2 separate regions of the Sus scrofa genome follow, and region 2 is linked to region 1. Evidence: chromatin contacts called from public promoter capture Hi-C data. All regions are on one chromosome and are shown on one strand. The core of a region is the stretch at or near the end of the contact, and the rest is flanking DNA. Distances in the headings are between cores, read along the strand shown.

What was found. Promoter capture Hi-C pulls out the DNA fragments that hold promoters and counts their contacts.
Region 2: a promoter capture Hi-C map of liver shows a contact between it and region 1, with 3 times the contacts expected there. The contact joins the promoter of PRRG2 here to the promoter of ALDH16A1 in region 1. A contact is called at or near these places in 3 of 5 promoter capture datasets (fetal liver, fetal skeletal muscle and liver), 6 of 47 Hi-C or Micro-C datasets (embryonic fibroblasts, epiblast stem cells, liver and 1 more) and 2 of 2 datasets of contacts at active chromatin or transcription factors (alveolar macrophages and skeletal muscle).

The regions. Positions count from the first base shown.
Region 1 is chr6:54,525,450-54,533,281 of Sscrofa11.1, forward strand. It overlaps ALDH16A1 (aldehyde dehydrogenase family 16 member A1), which reads left to right and starts at 4,090. Exons shown (of 18, transcript XM_021094740.1): 1 at 4,090-4,264. The coding sequence starts at 4,175. It overlaps PIH1D1 (PIH1 domain containing 1), which reads right to left and starts at 3,308. Exons shown (of 9, transcript NM_001244978.1): 1 at 2,905-3,308; 2 at 2,535-2,601; 3 at 1,984-2,163; 4 at 430-491; 5 at 250-331. The coding sequence starts at 2,994.
Region 2 is chr6:54,633,379-54,641,210 of Sscrofa11.1, forward strand. PRRG2 (transmembrane gamma-carboxyglutamic acid protein 2) reads left to right here and starts at 2,602. Exons shown (of 10, transcript XM_021097559.1): 1 at 2,602-2,658; 2 at 3,426-3,504; 3 at 4,173-4,269; 4 at 4,717-4,898; 5 at 5,074-5,113. The coding sequence starts at 4,185. NOSIP (nitric oxide synthase-interacting protein) reads right to left here and starts at 2,653. Exons shown (of 9, transcript XM_003127327.5): 1 at 2,503-2,653.

The sequences.
Region 1 (7,832 bases), core at 2,840-5,339:
CAGCCCAAGGCTGGCGACAGGAAGGCCTCCCAGCCTGCGCCCCGCCCTCTCAAGCGGTCGGGATCCGGCCCTCGTCTGGAATCCCGAAGGCACCTGGCCTCTCCGGCTCCCTCTCCCAGAACGGCACAGCCCAGGGGCTCATCCGACCCCCGCCCTCACTAACCACCCCCACCCCCCACTTCTCCCAGGGGCTGTCCCCGGGCTGCCCCAGGCTCTGTTCCTCCCCGAGGCCCAGGCCCCAGCCCCCACCTGGATTCAGTCGCAGGCTGTATTTGTCCTCAAGGCCCTCCCTGGCGATGGTGATCACCAGCTCTCTCAAGAAATCGCTGTTCTAGGAGGGAGGGTGGGAGGGAGAAGAAAGGCAATGGGGGAGGCCTGGGGGGGGAAGAGGCCCCCCGCCCAGGCCTCCCCCGCAGCCCCGCCCCCAACCTGCATCCTCCGGTAGAAGTCGCTGTTGACAGCTACGTCGTAGGCGGTACAACCCTGGCCTTCTGCGGGAGAGAAAGGGGGTGAGACCCCCAGGCCTCCGTGGGAACCCCACCGGCCGGCAGAGCTGGGGAAAACACAGTCCCGGACAGCAGCCACAGACCCGGAGAGGGTTAGGAAGCCGAGATCTGCACGCGCAGGCCTCCTGCCTTCCTCTCCCGTCCTTCCCCATCGGGTCCGGAGCTGACCCTGCCCCGCCTCTGCTCACAGCCCTCCCAGGGCTCCCCAGCACCGGTCGGGGGTGTGGTCTGCCCCTCCCCTCTGGAGAGAAAGCTCACTTTCCCAATGAGGGCATCCCTTTATTTTTAATTCTTTATTCATTCATTTTTATTATTTTAGAGCTGCACCCTTGGCATATGGAAGTTCCCAGGCTAGGGGTCGAATTGGAGCTGCAGCTGGGAGCCTACACTACAGCCACAGCACCAAGGGATCCGAGCCGGGTCTGCGACCTACACCACAGCTCAAGGCAGCGCTGGATCTCCAACCCAGTGAGCGAGGTTGGGGATGGAACCCACACCCACATGGATACTAGTCAGGTTTGTTACCGCCAAACACAACGAGAACACCCCTCATTCCTTTAAATTTCTTCCAGTAGGAGTTCCTGCTGGGGCTCAGAGGAAACGAACCCAACTAGTATCCGCGAGGATGCAGGTTCCGTCCCTGGCCCCCACTCAGTGGCTTAAGGATCCGGCATTGCTGTGAGCTGTGGTATAGGTTGCAGCTGTGGATTGGATTTGGTGGCTGTGGTGTAGACCAGCAAGTGCAGCTCCAATTCAACCCCTAGCCTGGGAACTTCCATATGCCAAGGGTGCAGCCCTCAAAAAAAATTTTCTTCTGGTCTGGAAAGAAATTACTGAATTACTGACCAATCCAATTCGATCATTCCCTCCAGCCTCTGGACCCCTCTGTCCTCTGCTGAGAACCCTCTTCTCTGTCTTGGCCTGATGAACTCCTGAGGTTCCTTCAGATCTTATACCCAACACCTCCTCCTCCTCCAGGAAGCCTTCCCTGATCCCTCAGTGCAAGTGAAGACCCTCCTCCAGCGGGGCACAGAATCACACCGTATGGAAATCGCATCTGCCTCCTTTGCCCTCATCCAAGACTAAGAGTTTCTCAAGGGCAGCTTCTGGATTTGATGAGTCCCTACTCCCCAGGGCACTGGCCAAAGCTTCATCCCAGGAAGCTTCAGGGGACACATGTGAGCTGCCCGGGGACTCCAGCCAGGAGATCAGCTAAGGAGCACCTGCCCAGCCCTCTCTCGCCCTGGGATAGAGCAGGGAGAAGAGTCAGCCTGGCCAGGTGACCAGAACCGGGACTGTCCAGTGCAGGTGCTGGATGCCAGAAGGCTTGGGATATGCCACGGGGAAGAGGATCAGATCAGGAGGCCGGGTTTCTAGGTCCTGAAGGGGAAGCCAGGGTCTCAGGCCCTGGCTTCTTGGATCCTTGGGAAGAAAGGACCAAGAGGACTAGATTCCTGGGGCCTCTCAAGGCACTGACTTGCATCCAGTTCGGCATGCGGCTCTCCCAGACTCATGGGGATGCGGAACCCGGCTTGGTCCTCCTCCAGCATTTGAAGCAGCTCGTCCTCAGTCAAGTCAGCCGGAGGAGGGATGGAGGGAGAGTGACAGATGTTGATGAAAACCTTGCCTTCAGATGAGTTGGTCTTTATGCAGAAACCTGGAGCAAATGGGTTTGGCCGTGACCCTCTGTTGCTGCCTGGATCTCGGGGTCCAGCCTTCTTCTGATCTGTCGCCCTCCTTGAGTATTAGTCCTCCACTCTCTGGGGCTGTTCCCCTCCCCGCCCTGGAATTTCTGACTACCTTTGAGTCTTCGTCCCGCTGGTCACACCTGTCCTCCCTGCCTCTCTTTGGCTCTTGGCCCCTTCCCTGCTCTCTGGGTCTCCATCACTCCTCCCGCTCAAAGCCTCTCTACCCCACCATTACTGTTTCTCCTCCCTCCCTCCTCTTCCTGTGTCCCCTGCCCCCCAGTCAGGGTCCACCTCTCTCTGGGACACTATCTCTTTCTCTTTACGTTTCTGTCTTTCTCACCAGGTTGAGGTTGTATCTGTGTAGATTCTGGTCGGCTTGTTTGGGCTTGCTGGAGCTCCTTGGAGGCCTGTGTGAAGGAAAGCAATTTTCAAGTTTGGCCTTTGTGCTATCAGAACCCCCTCATTCGTTTCGCAAATGTTTACTGAGCAATTTTTATGAATACTAGCCAGGCAGGGCATAAGACATACTATGGCCCCTTCCTACCTTGAGGAATCTGAAGAACAAGCCCAATTTTGCTCCCATGTCTTCCAGAGACTAGCAAACTTGAAGGTAAACAACTACAATTCCCGCACGGACGGACACACACACACACACACACACATATGTATTCCCCGAATCCCCAGGGACCCAGGAGTGCGTTCAATCGCACCTGCAGCAGCAGCTCCTCGAAAGGCGTCGTCTCCGTGCCCATCGTCTCTGCTTCGTTTAGCTCCGGCACCAGCAACGTCGAGTCGGCCATGGCCCTGGGGGAGAGACCTTGGCGTCCTCAGCAACCCCGGCGTGGGGGAACCATCGGCGGGATCTGAACTCTGAGACTAGTTCCTGGGCCCTTAACCAAATCGCGACACCCACTATTCTGTATGAAAACCTGAGAATCTGGCCCGAGACACTTTCACTCAGACCAGATACTGTCGTCAAATCTCTTAAGAGCCAGTGTCTCTAGATGCTAAGTCCTGCGTGCCAAAGGTGCAAACTACAGCCACTCTTTTGATCCCTGCGTAATCAGGAACTTGAGTAAGTCACACTACCCCAACGCTTCATCAATCCTGCAACTGTATTCCGTTACCAATCACAGACCAATCTAGTCCAAGGCTGAAGCCACGCCTCTCATCTCAACCAATCAATACAAAGTCCTGATAGTCACTAAATGCCACACTTCCTGCGGGATTCAAGCCACGCTTCCGGCTCCTTCCGGATAGCCGACTCCGGCCAGTAGCTGGGCAAATCTGTCACACTTTAAGAACATTAATTTCATGGAGTTCCCGTCGTGGCGCAGTGGTTAAGGAATCCGACTAGGAACCATGAGGTTGCGGGTTTGATCCCTGGCCTTGTTCAGTGGGTTAAGGATCCGGCGTTGCCGTGAGCTGTGGTGTAGGTTGCAGACGCGGCTTGGATCCCGCGTTGCTGTGGCTCTGGTGTAGGCCGGTGGCTACAGCTCCGATTGACCCCTAGCCTGGGAACCTCCATATGCCGCGGGCGCGGCCCAAGAAATAGCAAAAAGACAAAAAAAAAAAAAAAAAAACATTAATTTCAGTGTCCATCCTAAGACTCTCTTTTGACCTCTGAACAACCACCTCGTTCCAGAACTAGATTCTATTCTCGATAAAATGTATTTAGGACTAAAAACTGCAATTCCGGTATCCAACACAAACAGGATAGCGAGACGCTGGAGCTCTCACAACTATTTGAAGTCACTCACACTTTCGTTCCCCATTCGCCCCGCTCTGAGGACTGCGCATGATCCAAACTACACTTCCGTGCGCAGACCCATGGGCGGGGTCACCAGGTCCTGGGCGGGGTTACGCTCTATCTCCCATAGCCCCGCCCTTTGGGTAGGAGGGGGCGGTGCTACCCTTCGGACCTCGAGGTTTCCTCCGGCAGAGCGCCCTGCAGTCGGTGGAAAGCGGCGGGGGAGCGCGATGGCCGAGACGTGTACAGGATCCCGCGCCAGCGAGATCTTCACCACGCTGGAGTACGGACCCGTGCCGGAGAGCCACGCATGCGCACTGGTGAGGGCTCGCCCGGCCCGCGCTGCCCATCCCCCTCCCCAGTCTTCGGAGCCGAGTTTTGCGCGCGGACTCCCACGATCCACCGCGGCAGCTCAGTAACTCCGCCCCTCTCAGCTCCCGCGATTCCCGCCACTCCTTAGGACCCACCCCTGGAGGATGGTTTGTTGAGCTTCTTAGAGTTGCTGCCTCAGCCCGATAGTCTCTTCTCATGAGGCCCAGTGGCTGTCCCGTTACATGGTCCAGAATTCACGGTGGTGCTTCGCCGAGGGTGCTTCCGAGAATCCCCCGAGGGGGTCCTGTGATTCATCAAGGCCCCCTCATAACCTCCCGCGATTCCCTGGGGGGCTCCCGTGATCTTCCGAGGACTCAGAACCCACGTGTAGACTTACCGTTGATTCCTCAGAACATCCTATGGCTCCCGAGTTTCCCCGGAATTCCTGGAGGGGCTCCCTTGATCAACCAGAGACCTCCAAAACCTCCGCGGAGCCGCCGTGATTCCTCAGGGTCACCTCAATACTCGTGGGGTTCCTATAGTCTCGGGAGTTCTCAGAACCCCAGAATACATCAGAACTTTCTGTAATAACCTTCAGCCCCTCAGAATAACCCCATGGGGCTCCCGCGACCCCTCCGTATTCTTCAGGACTTCCATAAGACTCCCGTGATCCCTCAGGGTCCCCCAAGAACGCTCTTGGGGTTCCCTATAAAAGTAGGGTGCCTCGAATTTTCTGTAACTACCCTCAGCATTCCCCCACGGGGCCATCATGAAGGCACAGGGCCCTCTAGCGCCCGGGCGTGAGAAGCTTGGCCTTTCCTGGAGGGAAAGAAGGAGGTTGGAATAATGGTGAGACCAGAGCCTGCCGTAGGCTCTGGAGATGGAGAGGAGGGAGTGAGGCAGAGACGCAGGAGGGACAGGGTTTGCGTGTTGAGAGGGCAGGGACAAGGCCGCGGGTCTGTGGCTGAAAATGTGGCCTCGGATTTAAGTCCCAATTAAGTCCTCGGAGACAGTTTTAAGGAAGGGAACAAAGAGCTTTATTGCTTTGCCACGCAAAGGAGGACACAGCAGGCTGATGCCACAAAACCATGCCCTGCCTGGAGAGGGGATATCAAGGAGTTTTACAGGTTTAGCTCGGGAGTCAGGGTTATTGATTGAGGGGTCCTTGTTACTCGCACCCATAGATCATTTCAGTGTCATCAAGGCCGGCATCAGCGGGTCCCGTGATGGTTTCTGGTTGTCTTCGTGCTTATCATTCCTTGACCTCTGTGGACTGAAGATTGCTTACAGGGAAGGGGTGTTAGTGCTTGAATTAGAAGAGAAAACACTAGGCGCAATATAACTCTAGAAAGTAACCGTGAGTAAAAGAAAGCAGTTAGCAAGGAAGAGATCATTTGTGAAAAACCGGACACTAGGTGCAAGATAATTAGAAAGTATTAGGAGTTCCCGTCATGGCTCAGTGGTAACCCGGCCAGTATCCGTGAGGACTCAGGTTCGATCCCTGGCCTCGCTCACTGGGTTAAGGATCCAGCATTGCCATGAGCTGTGGTGTAAGTTGCAGACGCAGCTCAGGTCTGGCGTGGCTGTGGCTGTGGCCAACAGCCACAGCCCTGATTCAACCCCTAGCCTGGGAACTTCCATATGCTGTGGGTTTGGCCCTTAAAAAAAAAAAAAAAGAAAAAGAAATATATAAATAATAGAAAGTAAATATTAGTAAGAAGTTAGTGGGCCAAGGTAGGACATAACATAATGGAGACTGTTTTAACTGGTTTTATTTCCCAATCGTTAACTCTTGAGTCAGCCTTTTTTTTTTTTTTTTTTGTCTTTTTTTTTTTGCCTTTTCTAGGGCTGCACCCGTGGCTTATGGAGGTTCCCAGGCTAGGCGTCTAATCAGAGCTGTAGCTGCCAGCCTATGCCAGAGCCACAGCAATGCCAGATCCGAGCTGCGTCTGCGACCTACACCACAGCTCACGGCAACACCGGCTCCTTAACCCACAGAGCGAGGACAGGGATCGAACCTGCAACCTCATGGTTCCTAGTCAGATTCGTTAACCACTGAGCCACAACAGGAACTCCTTGAGTCAGCCTTTTGAGACTGAGGGGAGGCTAAAGGAAAGGTCTTTTGCTTCAAAACCCAAAGATTTAGGGTCTGGTACATGGTTTCCGATCTGGCTCAATCCCTGTCCTCCCACCTCACTTTCCATGATGAACCCAGAAGGAAGAGGGTATCAGAAAGGTTGGGAAAGGGCCCTGGGCTTGGTTATCACATGCTGAGAATGAGAGAGACCTGAGGACCTCAGGTCACGTGCAGGAGACAAATGCAACTGTGCTTGGCCCTCCAGTCTGGAGACAGGGACCTCATAGTGGAGAGATAATTGAGGAGTTCCCATTATGGCGTGGCTGAAACAAATCTAACCAGTATCCATGAGGATGTGGCTTCAATCCCTGGTCTCATTCAGTGGGTTAAGGATCTGGCAGTGCCATGAGCTGTGGTGTAGATTGGCAGCTGCAGCTCCAATTTGACCCCTAACCTGGAACTGCCATATGCCAGAAAAAGAAGAAAAAAAGAGAGAGAGGGATAATTGAATGGTGGGGAAGAGCTCCCGCTGTGTCTTGGGAGCTCTGGGACATGGGTTAGATCCCCAGCCCTGCATGGTGGGTTAAGGATCTGGCATTGTCACAGCTGCTGCTTAGGTTGCAGTGGTGGCTCGGAACTGATCCCCAGCCTGGGAGCTCCATATGCTGCAGGGTGGCCAAAAATGGGAAAAAAAAAAAAAAATAGGACAATGAGATGATCTGGAAATATAGTGTAGACTCAGCTAAGAGGATATGGGATGGAGTACAGAGAGTTCCCATACTCGGAGGCTGGTTAGAGATGAAATCCTGAAACAGCAGTAGTGTGATAACAGTTTATATTTATTGGGTGCTTTCTATGTGCCAACCTCTGTGCTTAGCATGATCTCATTTAATCCCCAAAACAGCTATGAAAGGGGATTATTGCCTTGAGCTCACAGAGGTTTGAAGAGTTAAGTAATTGGACAACTGTCGTGGACATAGCTTTAAAAAAGGTGAAACTGGGATTTGAACCTAAGCCCTGGGATTGCAGAGCGCACACCACCCCCTGCTTTCCCCCAAGCTCAATCTTACAGTCTGTGGGCCAGACTCAACAACAGATGTGTTTTCTTGGCCTGAAACCGATTTTTTTTTTTTTGATGTGAACTGGTAGATAATGGATTCCATGTAAACATCCGGGATTCCAGCTTCTCTTGAAAATAAAATTCCCAAGTTTGGCAACCTTTGCCTCACATTCCCTGACAAAAATCATCTGGACCCAATAGCTAACTGGCTCTTTGGGCAGTGCGTGAGTTCCTTTTCCCCACCAGGCCCTCTTCTCACACCAGTGTGGCCTGCCAGGACCCTGTGGAACATTCTTTTGGTGGTTTTGTTTTTCTTTTGGGGGAAAATTTTGCAAACATCCACAGAGTACATAAATTAGGAACTCCCGTTTACCCATCACTCAGTGCCAACGAGTGTCAACACTTCATCCAATGTCGTGTCTCTTTGGCCTCTTTTTTT
Region 2 (7,832 bases), core at 1,352-3,851, 110 kb after region 1:
AGGTCGCAGGTTCGATCCCCAGCCAGGCTCAGTGGGTTAAGGATTCGGCATTGCCATGCGCTGTGGTGTAGGTTCAGATCCTGCATGGCTGTGGCTGTGGCTGGCAGCTGCAGCTCCAATTCTACCCCTAGCCTGGGAACCTCCATATGCCGCAGGTGCGACCCTTAAAAGACAAAAAGACAAATAAATAAATAAAAATGTGCACTGATTGAAATACATGTTTCTCCAAAGAGGATATATAAATGGCTAATAAGCACATGAAAAAATGTTCCACATCATTAACCATATAGGAAATGCAGTCAATCAAAACCATAATCAAAACACCACTTCCGGAGTTCCCGTCGTGGCGCAGTGGTTAACGAATCCGACTAGGAACCATGAGGTCACGGGTTCGGTCCCTGCCCTTGCTCAGTGGGTTAACGATCTGGCGTTGCCGTGAACTGTGGTGTAGGTTGCAGACGCGGCTCGGATCCCGCGTTGCTGTGGCTCTGGCGTAGGCCAGTGGCTACAGCTCCGATTCAACCCCTAGCCTGGGAACCTCCATATGCCGCGGGAGCGGCCCAAGAAATACCAACAACAAAAGACAAAAAAAAAAAAAAAAAAAAAAAAAACACCACTTCCCACCTAGAGGATGACTCTAAGCAAAAAGTCAGATAATGGGGGGGTTCCCGTCGTGGCTCAGTGGTTAACGAATCCGACTAGGAACCATGAGCTTGAGGGTTTGATCCCTGGCCTTGCTCAGTGGGTTAAGGATCCCGCGTTGCTGTGAGCTGTGCTGTAGGTCGCAGATGTGGCTCAGATCCCTCGATGCTATGGCTGTGGTGTAGGCTGGTGGCTACAGCTCTGATTTGACCCCTAGCCTGGGAATCTCCATATGCCACAAGCACAGCCCTAAAAACCAAAGAAAAGTCAGATAATAACAAGCATGAAGACACTGGAACCCTCCTACATTGAAGGTGGGAATATAAAATGGGGAGTAGCCACTGTGGCAAAGTCTGATAGCTCCTCAAAAGGTTAAACATGGAGCTACCACTTGATTCAGCAATTCCACTACCAACAGAAAACATTGGTCCACACAAAAACTGGTACACAAGTGCAAGCAGTGTAGCCAAAAAGTGGAAACAACACAAATGTCCACTGACTGATGAATGGATAAACAATATGGCATATCTCATACAAAGGAATACTATTCAGCCTTAAAAAGTAGTGATACATGCTACAAAATGCGTGAACCTTGAAAATATCATGCTAAGTGAAAGAAACCCAGACAGAGAAAGATCCCTTGTGGCACAGTGGGATGGGTTAAGGATGCGGGGCTGCGCAGCTGTGGCCCAAGCAGCAACGCAAGTGGCAACTGCAGTGGATGTGATCAGAGAAAAAAATGACTCCATTTATGTGAAATATCCAGATTAGGTTAATCCATGGAGACAGAGAAAGTAGGTGAGCGGCTGCCTAGAGTGTGTGTGTGTGGGGGGGAATAAAGGAAAAGACACTACCATTTCAAAGAAGTGAAAAGGGTTTCAGATGATGGGATTAAAAAAAGAATAACTAACCCAGTTTCTTCAAAGAATCAATTGCATTAAGAGAAAAACTGGGTAGGATGGAGGAGAGACTGTTCAAAATTAAAAGCAATTTAAAAAGAGACATAACATGACTCGAAAGGATCCCAATTCAAGCAAATGAAACTTTTTTTTTAGGGCCGCACCTGCGACATATGGAAGTTCCCAGGCTGGGGGTCGAACTGGTGCTATAGCTGTCGCTACGCCACAGCCACGCCCGATCCGTATACCACAGCTCACAGCAACGCTGGATCCTTCACCCACTGAGCAAGGCCAGGGATCAAACCTGCGTCCTCGTGGATGCTAGTCGGGCTGGCTAACTGCTGAGCCACGACGGGAACTACGGAATTCTTATGTTACTCTCTCACTTTTACATGTTTGAACCTTTTTCCAGTATTAAAGGAAAATTGCTGTAAAGGACCCATCAAATCCAAGTTCGTACCCCATCAGCAGCCCCGTAGGGATATGAAACCAGGACAGCCAATCCCCAAAGCTCCATAGAGGAAAATGGTAAACCCTACAGCAACTCCGAGAGGGAAGGCTGTCAAAAAGGTGCAGAGAGGCGGCGACAGGCGACTGCACAATATCCCCCGCCGCCCTCCGCATCACAATCTGGGAAACTAAGGGCAGGAAAGGGGTGCTCTTCCTCAATTTTCACGTCTTAGACTCTCTAGAACACCAGTCCCCTCCTTTCCCCGGGAACCCCGGCCCATCCGTCCGTAGTGAAACTAAAACTCTCCAGAGAACTGAAGGTTTGGGTACCTCCAAAGATTTCTGGGACTTGTAGTTCAGCTTCAAACTTGGAGCGCCTAGAGCGTTCCACTAATGACTGTCGGGAAGTCGGAAATTCAAAATCCTGTCCCACTCTCCCTTGGGACCCCGAGACTCTAGCCTACGCGAAGACGATCGCAGTAACGCCATCCCGCCACCCCCTGGAACTCACCTTACAAACAACGCCTTCTCCCTCCGAAGCGGCTTCAACTGTGCCCCTACACCGGAAAGGAGCGCTGTTTTCCCTCCCCGCTCTACACACTTCCGGCCGGCGGAAGAGACAGGAAGTAGATCTGCCCCTAGTTGCGGAGGTCTCTCTTCTGGCTAGGTAAGTCTTCCCTTCTTCTCTTCCTCCCTCCGGAAACGTGAGTGGCAATTCGAAGGTTCCGGTCAGTAAAACTGGCGTAAATAGGGGGCGCGCTTAGTATATACTAGGCGTTTCCCGGGCGGGCGATTTCCTGCTGGTACCGAGGCTTCGCGTCTCTCTAAGGCTGTGTCTAAGGACTAACCACTTCGCCCAGTGACTGGAAAGCCGGCTTACCCAAGGATATCATCCACTTTTCTGCTGCAAAATAAGAGTTAATAGAGAAGGGATAACTCCACTGTCCCCACTTTACACATGGAGCATTGGAGCAGTCGGAAGTCAAAGCCTTTCAAATTACCTCAGGAAACAGGAATTTATTACCGCATACTCACCTCCCACCCCCAGGGGCCAAGGCGTACATTTCTCACTAAGGCAGTTTCCCTGTCAGTTTCTAGGTATTGACATCTCTAGATATCTGGAGCCCTAGATGTTTAGTTCCCAGCTCTCACTGGCGGGCTCTTGGGGCGGGGTGGGGGTGGGGGGATTGGATAGGAGGAGGGAAGCTGCATATCCAACTCCCTAAGTGCCCCCACTGTGTCGGAGAGGCTGGCCCTCCTAAAGGCTCTGGACCGTGGCCCTTAATCATAAGGTCCCTTTAAATACTTAGTCCCTTACCTGAGTCCCGCCCAAGGCAGGTAATCACAAACCCCGCCCCTCTGGCCAGAAACCTGGATTGTGCCGACTATAGAGAGTAAGGCACCCCTCCTTCCTCTCCCCTCCCCTCTCCCCAGCCCCTCTTCACAGCTGGCCGCAGCTGGCCCAGGAGGCCCCTATTAAGAAGGAGGGGACACTGTTCACAAGTCTGGGCAGGTAAGTGAATACCCTTGGAGGCAGAGCCTGGCTTGGGGACCCTGGCGATCTGGCTCCCCGTTCTTCTGAGATCCAGAAGTCGGAGCCTCCAAACCCAGGAGCCCAGGACCCCTGCTCCTTCCTCCTCCTCCTGGACCCAAGGATATAGGCCTCCGCTCTATACCTCTCCTGTCATCTTTGATCTCCGCGGGTGGATGTGGCAATGAGCACAGAGAGAGGCGGGTGTACATGGAAATTACCAGGGAAGGCAGGAATGCCCCTCAGTGGACATGTTTATGAGCACCTACTGTGTGCCCAAACCCGTGCTGGATACTGCAGACACAGCAGAGAAAAAGATAAGCTCCTAGCTCTGGTCCCTGGAGGGACGTTGCCTTTGTTGAAATCCTGCCTCTGAATTGCACCCTGTATGAATGTGGGCAAATTCTTTGACCTCTCTGTGCCTCAATGTTCTCATCTATCAAATGGAGATAATGATAGCACTGCTGTGAAAATGAGACTGAGTGAATAGAGGTAAACGACCTCAAACAGTGTCTGGCCCAGAATACAGGCTACCTAAGTGTCTGTATTATTCCCGTCATTCGTGGACCACAGAGTGGGTCAGAGAGACCTCGCCTCATTCTCCAGGCCCTGAGGTGTTTGTCGTCTAACTAACCACACCTGGTTCCTAGCGTCCACAAAATATGAGGGGCCACCCCTCTGTGCTGCTGCTATACCTGGGATTAACCACCTGCCTGGACTCCTCACCCAGCGGGAAGCACGACCAAGGTGAGTGTTTGCAGGAACGAACACCCGGAGACCAGGCACTGGCAGCCACCTTCCCCTGACCCAGGAAGAACCCAGCCACGGGTCTCTATCCCCTCAAGTTCACGTTCCTCCCTGTCCCCAGTCCTAGGAATCCTCCATTTTTCTTTCTTTTTTCTCTTTTTTGTCCCTTTTTTTTTTTTTAATGGCTTCACCTATGGCATATGGAAGTTCCTGGGCTAGGGATCAACTCGGAGCGGCAGCCACTGGCCTATGCCACAGCCACTGCAACGCCAGATCTGAGCCGCCTCTGTGACCTATGCTGCAGCTTGCAGCCGCGCCAGATGCTTAACCCACTGAGCAAAGCCAGGGATCGTCCCTGCATCCTCACAGAGATGATGTCAGGTCCTTAACGCTCTGAGCCACAACGGGAACTCCCCTTCCATTTTTTTTGTACCTTATGTCTTTGAGGCCCAGAAGTCTTCCTGGACTCTCCAGAGGCCCAGAGCTTCCTGGGCAGCCATAGCCGGATTCCGCGAGCCAATCACTGGGACCTGGAGCTGCTCACCCCTGGGAACCTGGAACGGGAGTGTTGGGAGGAGAGGTGTTCCTGGGAAGAGGCACGGGAATATTTTGAGGATAATACTCTGACGGTGAGGGCCTGGGGTCCCCGGAGTCCCCTCTGTCTTCTCCAGGACCTGGGGGTGGGGGTCCTTCCCCTCAACTCCCTTTGCCCTTGTGCCTCAGAGATCAGGGTGGGCTGGATTGGGGTGTGGAATCTCCCAGCTGATGCTGCCTTTCTGCCTTCTCTACTCCTGCCCATTCAAGGAGCGCTTTTGGGAGAATTACATCTACAACGGCAAAGGAGGTGAGTCGGACAGGGGAGCCCTCTTGCTCTGTGCAGCTGAGGCAGCCCCTGCCCGTGGAGGCTGAACCCACATCTTCCACCCCAAACTCGCCCCCTCTAAATTCCATGCTCCCTGAATTCCTGGAGGTGGTTATTTATTTATTTATTTATTTTTGCTTTGTAGGGCCACACCTGTGGCATATGGTGCTTCCCAGGCTAGGGGTCCAATTGGAGCTGCAGCCGCCGGCCTACACCACAGCCGCAGCAACACAGGATCTGAGCCACATCTGCAAGCTACACCATAGCTCACGACAATGCTGGATACTTAACCCACTGAGCAAGGCCAGGGATCAAACCCACAACTTCATGGTTCCTAGTTGGATTCGTTTCCACTGCACCACATCGGGAACTCCATGGAGATGGTTATGAAAGAAGTCCCCTCCTTGGAGACTAGAGGCCCTAACTATAGAACCTGCCACAACTTATTCAGAGGAGGTCCCATATCCCCTGGAAAGGGGACCGTTGCAGGAGAGGTTCCAGTCCCTGGGGCCTCAGGCTCAGAGTCTCTGGCCTACCTGAGCTCCCCTTTGGAGTTCAGAGTCCCAGCCAATTCCGCAGCTTGGTTGCTAGGGGGCTTGCTCCCTAGCAACGGGTCTGTGGAAGCCTTTCTGTCTTCACCTGCCCTATCAGCCCACCCCTCAATCCCTCCTCTGAGTTCTGAAGCCCCATCAGTGGCTGCAGCCTTGTTGCTAAGGGCAGGCTGCTCCTTAGCAACAAAGCCTGGCCAGGCCGGACCAAGGGAGCCCGCGGCACTCAGTACTTGGCTGGCGTCCTCACTCCCACAATCCCATCCAGCCTGGCCTGGTTGCTAAGGAGGCCTTCTCCCTAGCAACCACACCTAGCCGGGCTCAGGCCAGGAGCCCAAGGCCTCCTGCCCATAGGAGGACCCCCCTCCAGGCACCAGACATCCACCCCCTTGTGGCCTGGTTGCCAGGGGTGGATGCACCTTAGCAACAGGCCCTAAGTCTGGGCTGGATTCCTCACATTGGTTGCTAGGGGAGGAAACTGCTTTGCCACAGGCCTTGGAAGGCCTGGTAGCTCCTTGAAGCCACCTGAAACAGGTCTGACTCAGGAGGGCCCCCCTTCTCAGGGCAGCAGCTTTTTACTAAGAAGGCTAAAAGCCTGGGGTTTGCTATTTGAGAAAAGTCCCCCGGCCCAGGGCCAAAGGAAGTTTCCCCAGCAGCAGGACCTAGCAAAGCCTGGCAGAGTCCTGCCCGATGCCTCCCCCCCCCACTGCCCCCCGACGTTTCCTCAGGCGTGAAGCTGTGGATCACTGAAGGCCCTGCTCCTGAGCCAAGGGTCCTCGTGGGTTCTAGACACCAACAGTATTATGGAGGGGACATCCCTAAATTCCTCTCTCTCTCTCTTTTTCTTCTGTCTTTTGAGGGCCACACCCACGGCATATGGAAGCTCCCAGGCTAGGGGTGGAATTGGAGCTGTAGCCGACAGCCGACACCACAGCTTAACCCCCTGAGGGAAGGATCCAACCCGCATCCTCATGGATACCAGTCAGGTTCATTACCACTGAGCCACAACAGGGAATCCCCCTAAATTCCTCTCTGGATAAATGAATTTTTCCTCACCTTCTGGTGAGGTCTTGTCTCTCCGTGGCCTGGGTGGTAAAAGGGACTGCATTCTAGGAGTTCCCGTTGTGGTGTAGCGGAAATAAGTCTGACTAGGAACCATGAGGTTTCGGGTTCAATTCTAGGCCTCACTCAGTGGATTAAGGATCCGGCATTGTCGTGAGCTGTGGTGTAGGTTGCAGACACGGCTTGGATCTGGTGTTGCTGTGGCTGTGGTGTAGGCTGGCAGCTGGAGCTCCTATTAGATTCCTAGCCTGGGAACCTCCACATGCCTCAGGTGTGGCCCCAAAGAGACAAAACAACAACAATAACAAAAAAACACCACACACATTGGAGTACTTTGGTGGCTCAGCAGGTTAAGGATCCAGGGTTGTCACTACTATGGCTCAGGTTCAATCCCTGGTTGGGGAACTTCAGGTGCAACAACAACAACCAAAAAAAAAAAAAAAAAAAAAAAAAAAAAGGAGAAAAAAAAAAGAAATGCACAGGAGTAATTATTTATTTATTTTAATTTTTTTTTTTAAATGAGAGTTGCAATTTTTTTTTTAGGTTCTCTCTTGTGTTTTCTTGTTTTGTTTTGTTTTGTAATTTTTTTCTTTTTTTGCCACACAGGCAGTATATGTGGAAGTTCCTGGGCCAGGGATCAAACCTAAGTCACACAGCAGCAACAAGAGCCACAGCCGTGAGAACACAGGAGCTTCAAACCGCTAGGCTATCAGAGAACTCGCAGGAATAATTTTTTAGTGTCACTATATCTCATGTATTCCATGGGACATACTCATACAAAAAAATTATTCATTATATCTGTAAAATTTACATTTCAGTGGGTATCTTCAGTATGATCTGGCCACGATCAGTTTGGGGGCCTAGAAAGTTGGCTAGCTGAGTTCCCTCCACTACATGTGTAATTGCAGTCTTAGGGAGTTCCTGATATGGCTCAGTGAAAATGAATCTGACTAGCATCCTTGAGGACACGGGTTCGATCCCTGGCCTCACTCAGTGGGTTAAAGATCTGGCATTGCCATGAGCTGTGGTGTAGGTCAAAGACGTGGCTCAGATCTGGCGTTGCTCTGGTTGTGGCATAGGCCAGGGGCTAC